Regions from separate parts of the Hordeum vulgare genome. Here region 1 is linked to region 2. The links are chromatin contacts, called in public Hi-C maps. All regions are on one chromosome and are shown on one strand. The core of a region is the stretch at or near the end of the contact, and the rest is flanking DNA. Distances in the headings are between cores, read along the strand shown. Region 1 holds the start of LOC123449026 (small polypeptide DEVIL 11-like). Region 2 holds the start of LOC123449025 (laccase-10-like).

Evidence for each region. A called contact is a pair of places that touch in the nucleus more often than the background predicts.
Region 1: a Hi-C map of leaf shows a contact between it and region 2, with 6 times the contacts expected there. The contact joins the promoter of LOC123449026 here to the promoter of LOC123449025 in region 2. A contact is called at or near these places in 4 of 6 Hi-C or Micro-C datasets (leaf and seedling) and 1 of 1 datasets of contacts at active chromatin or transcription factors (embryo).

The regions. Positions count from the first base shown.
Region 1 is chr4H:477,778,339-477,781,061 of MorexV3_pseudomolecules_assembly, forward strand. LOC123449026 (small polypeptide DEVIL 11-like) reads left to right here and starts at 1,280. Exons shown (of 1, transcript XM_045126089.1): 1 at 1,280-2,209. The coding sequence starts at 1,364. The coding sequence ends at 1,672.
Region 2 is chr4H:477,446,287-477,448,986 of MorexV3_pseudomolecules_assembly, forward strand. LOC123449025 (laccase-10-like) reads left to right here and starts at 1,342. Exons shown (of 5, transcript XM_045126088.1): 1 at 1,342-1,559; 2 at 1,815-1,966; 3 at 2,179-2,552; 4 at 2,674-2,700. The coding sequence starts at 1,398.

The DNA.
Region 1 (2,723 bases), core at 30-2,529, 330 kb after region 2:
CTCCATAGAAATCGTCATTCAATACCAATTCAGAGCATATCTTTATCTTTATGGGATGCATCATCAAACCCATACAATATTCTTAAGGCACCAGCTATGTAATAATCCTTCAAGTATATATCAATGAAACCATTAACACTTAGAGATTGTCATAATAATCAAAACCACACTTAGGGGCTACACACACTTTCTGCATGGGCCGAAGAGGAGACGGGGGATGCAACCAAATCCGACGACGACGAGAGCTCGATAAGGAGCAGCTCACGGATGGTCGTCTGGGGATTGCGACGACCGCAAATCAATGTCGGTTGCTGGTAGCAGTGTTGTAGCGACTAGTCGGTCGGTGGTGTGGCGGGGAACACCGGGAATCGGGTGATGGTGGCCCAAGATTCGCCCGTGGACATGGTCGTAAGGGCGAGCGGTTGGGATGGGGGCGGTGGCCGACGAAGTCGCGCTCGCGGCAAGAACTGGTCGGAATCGACGTGGAGTGGCGACGATCGATAACGAGGTTCCCACCACAAAGTTTTCTATTTAAGGCTGTCGTTAGAGGTGCTACAAATTTGCAGCACTCGTCGCAAAATTTAAATGTTGTTGTAAAAAAAAACTATAACCAGGGCATTTTCTCAAGTTGTTCTTCTTTTTTGCCCAAATTGCCTCGAACGATAGTTTTGGGGAGCACGGCAGTTTTTGAGCATGTGTTAGAGGTGCTCTTAGCTAGGCAGCAATTAGCCTGCTAGCTCATGCTTAACTACTAATTCTGACAACGGATATGATTGGCAAACTCTTAAAAGCAAGCATGGCTGAAGATTATAACATTAATATTTTATTTCCAGCCATGCAAAATCAAGAGGTGCCAACATATAATTGCTTAGACTAGCCATAGTGGGAAGTAACTAAGTAGTAACATCAACGCCACGTAGGTAAAAAATCTGACGTGGCAAGTAATTAATGCGGAGAGAGATGGTAATAGTAACATAGCTAGTTACCATCACATCATATATTTCAATGCATTATGTGTCTATAACCTAATAAATGCTAGTTTGCATGACACCACATGTATGTTACTCCCCACTATGGAGGTACTAACATAGAGTAGTAACAACATTATGTTACTACTCCTAGTTACTCCCCATTATGAGCAGCCTTACGCAAAGAGACTCACAATTACTAGAAATCCAAACCCAGTCCAACCATCCATCCATTCCATCCCACTGGATGGTCCAGTCCAGTTCACGCCCATCCTCCCTAGCCTCACCCGTTATAAATAGCGAGGATTCCTCAGCCCTCGCACTCCCCACATTCCCCTTCTCCGAGCCTCCACCACTTCACCCTCCAAGCATACACTTGAAGAAAGCGCAAATCCATGGAGTTCTACGTTGACGAGAAGTGGAAGTTCTCCAAGAAGAGCCGGAACAACGGCAGCTGCAGGCGCGTCTCCGGCGGCGGGGGCGGCGGCGGCGGCGGCGACCCGTTCCTGAAGAGGTCTGCCAGCACAAGGGACCAGGCGATCGGCCGGCGGGGGAGCGCCTCCGCGGCGGCCGCCTCTGCGAGCGGGTGCGCGGCGCCTTCGTTCTCGAGCCGGTGCGCGGGCCTGGTGAAGGAGCAGCGGGCGCGCTTCTACATCATGCGCCGTTGCGTCACCATGCTCGTCTGCTGGAAGGACTGCTCCTAGCCATGGCGTCCCGCCGCGGCGGCGCTCAAGATCTCCCGCCCCCGCCCGCCGTTTCTCCCCCGGATTAGCCGCAGTACAGAAGCAAGAGATGGAGGGTGTCGAGTAGGCGGCTAACCGGGTGATGTATGTACAGATCGGCCTCTTCTTACTAGGAGTCTTTGTTTTTCCTTTCGTTTTTTCCATCCCAGAACAGCTCTGGGACGGTTCTTGGAGAAATTACTAGTAGTGCTTGATTAGCTAGTGATTAGCAGAGTACTTAGTGCTGCAAGCTTAGAGATGTGGGGCAAGTTTTGGGATCACCTTCCGAAGGAGATGGGGGATCTTGTTGTTCGTTGTCACAGCTTGCTGCTGCTGCAGAGGAGAAGCAGAGGCTGGCTAGCTAGGAGAAATCTCAGACAGGGCTTGCTAGGCCTAGCTGAAATCTAGTGGATCTTCTTCTACTATTGTACTGCCAGTGCAAGGCTGCAAAGCTGTGACTACCGTATGATGTATATACCAGGTAAAGAAATGAGACGCAAACAACATATACTAGTAGTAGTATTGTGAATGATGTCACCCACACCATTGGCATTCCGTGCTCCTCCTCCTCCTCCTCGATCTTGTCATTTCTCCTGGCCACGGCAGGGATGCCAAATAGAGAGCGGCGCAAGTGGACATAATTGGAATCAAATGGACGATGTGGTGGAGGTGGAGGAAGACGAAGAAGAGAAGAGTGGTGGTGAGCAAAGGAAGAGCGTTGCTTTGGGATTAGGAGGGAAGAAAGAAGGGGGCAGTAAATGGGGATGGTGACGGTGATGGCATCCTCTCCCTTGTCCTCACCCTTCTGGGACTGCCATTTCCGGCGTGGCCAACTGACGCCCCTCCATTATTGCGCTTGGTGCCCCCCCTACCTCGCCATCTCCCTCCCTCAGCAAACATGTACACAAACGCAAAACAAAAACAGAGTGAAAAGGAAAATACGCATACCCAGTCATGAGTGCCTCACTTGGACTTGGTGGTAGTAGGACGCTACGATAGAGTTTTAAATTTCATGTGCAGTCACATTACGTCA
Region 2 (2,700 bases), core at 92-2,591:
CACTGTGCGCGATCATAGTTTTACTCAAAGTGTTCTCCTTGATGACGAAGACAGGGTAAAGATGCCCGGGCCAGGGATGTTCAGACAGGAACAAGAGCGTACAAATTCCAAGAGATATTCATGGCTATAATTTAGCCACACACTATCACACGCTGCAATCGTGGAATTATAGGGAGGATGGCATTGTCAGGAAGATCCTGGTCGATTTTACGCATCCGTGTGGAAGATAAATGTACAAGGTGATAAGATATGATACTTTTTTTATATTTTGGAAAGTCCGGTTGAGTAAGCACGTCTGTGTTCGAAGTTGTGGTTATATTGCATCAAATCTATTTTTACGTGAATTTTACTGAAGCTAGGGGGGTGAAGTGCAGTGTGCCCGGTGTAGTACGCTGCCGCCTGTTCTCGTCTGACGTTCCAACAACATAAACTCGGGTGCAAGTAACCCAGTTAATGCGGTTAGCCGACGTCCAACCAATGCGGTTGATGCTAGACAGGATGTGCAGGTCATTCAGACACGAATCTTAACTGTCTTTGGGGCAAGTGCAATGGAGGAATACTTAGGAACTCAAATCTAGCTTGCGGCCATCGTAAACGAGATGCACCTTATCCCGCTGTGCAATCTTTGAATTGGTCTCACGATGACCCCATGAAGAACAGAACCCTATAAGTTGAAGTGTTCTAATCTCAGTTTCGTCAGTCACTCCATGCACAGTGAAGAAACTCTTGAATGAGTTAACCGCCGACCGAACCAATCATCCCTACATTGTCCTTAATAAGGTCGCTACTGAAGTGACGAGATGATAAGGAGATTGTAACAAATGCTAGCTGTCGAGGCTGTGCCGACCTTCCAGAGGAACTGAAGACCACACCATAGACAGGAACGGCAGATTCTAATCGCATCCTACTACTTTGCATCATGATTCTTGAGGCGTACTCCGATTCAACCAACAGTTCAAAGGTGCGACGATTAAGTTCTGGCTCCTGATATTCGAGAATGTCTGTGTGAGCAGTGCTCCTGTCAAAAAGACCAATTCCTTTGCCTGCACTCTAAAACCCAGCACAACCCAACCCTTCGTACTACATCACCAGCAAAAAGCACTGGCGCTAGCTAGGCAACTTTTTTTTCTCGTGTCGTCTTCCTCACAAACAAGCTTCGTTGATCACGCTTTCAGAAAAAGTTTGGCTGATCATCAACACCTAACACTTCTCATATTTTTCATGACCTCGGAAATAAAGCAAAACATCGTATCTTCACCTAATTAATAAATTGCACCCCCACCTAGCTAGTGCTAGTTGGAAGATTATTTAGACATATGTAGGGGTAAGTAGGTGTAGGATGTTCCAGCTAGCGGCACCGAACCGTCCTCCATATATATAGCTTGCTCTCTCATGTTATGATACGAGCGCGCACCGCTCCTCCCATCTGCCAAGCATCTGCGTTGCAGACCGATCAAAGTGTTGGGACAATGGGGGCACACTTGCTGGTGCTGCTCGGCACCTTGCTGTTGCTCCCACAGCTGCTGCTCGCCGGCACGACGAGATACTACACCTTCAATGTGAGCATCGTGTTCGTGCACTTTTCTTTGTCCTTGTTTTACTTGCATATGTCACTGCATTTCAACATCGATCTGAAGCAATAGCACATATTGCGCCTTTCAAATGCATGCATGCAAGCTCCGTTTAAAAACAAAATGCATGCATGCCCCGTTTTAAAAAAAATGCATGCATGCCATGCATGAGTTGTCCAGTGGACACCATGCTGCGTGTATTTGTTCTGACAGGTAGCGCCTAATGTGTGTATTAATTTGCAGGTGACAATGCAGAAGGTGACACGGCTATGCACCACCCGCGCCATCCCGACGGTGAACGGCAAGTTCCCCGGCCCGAAAATCCTCACAAGGGAAGGCGACCGTGTCGTCGTCAAGGTGGTTAACAATGTGAAGCACAACGTTACCATCCACTGGTAAATCTTTGGCCCCTTGCTCTTACTTAATTCCATGGGCGATAATCGTACTGCTAGCTACATTTTCATAAACAAAGCCATGCTCAATTGCTCATCACAATTGAAGCCAGTTTTCTGAAGACCGGTCGGTTCTATCTTTCGGCAAAAAATTACTCTCTCTGTACCGTGCTGTATTTGTATGGATAACTGGCGGTGATGTGATGTGAGCGCAGGCACGGGGTGAGGCAGCTGCGGACGGGGTGGTCGGACGGGCCGGCGTACATCACGCAGTGCCCGATCCAGACGGGGCAGAGCTACGTGTACAACTTCACCGTGACGGGGCAGAGGGGCACGCTGTTCTGGCACGCCCACGTCTCCTGGATGCGCGCCACGCTGTACGGCCCCATCGTCATCCTCCCCAAGCTCGGCGTGCCGTTCCCGTTCCCAAAACCCTACAGAGACGTCCCCGTCGTCTTCGGCGAATGGTTTAACGCGGATCCAGAGGCTATCATCGCACAGGCGCTGCAGACTGGTGGAGGCCCAAACGTCTCCGAGGCCTACACCATCAACGGCCTTCCAGGCCCACTCTACAACTGCTCGAGCAAAGGTACGTAACCCACAACAAGAGGCCCAATTCCTCCCATCATCATCATCAACACTCAAAAAAAAAAAAAGGGTTTCGGTTTTCATGTCGATTTATTTTTAGCTGATGGAATGAACATTTGCAGACACGTTCAAGCTGAAGGTGCAGCCAG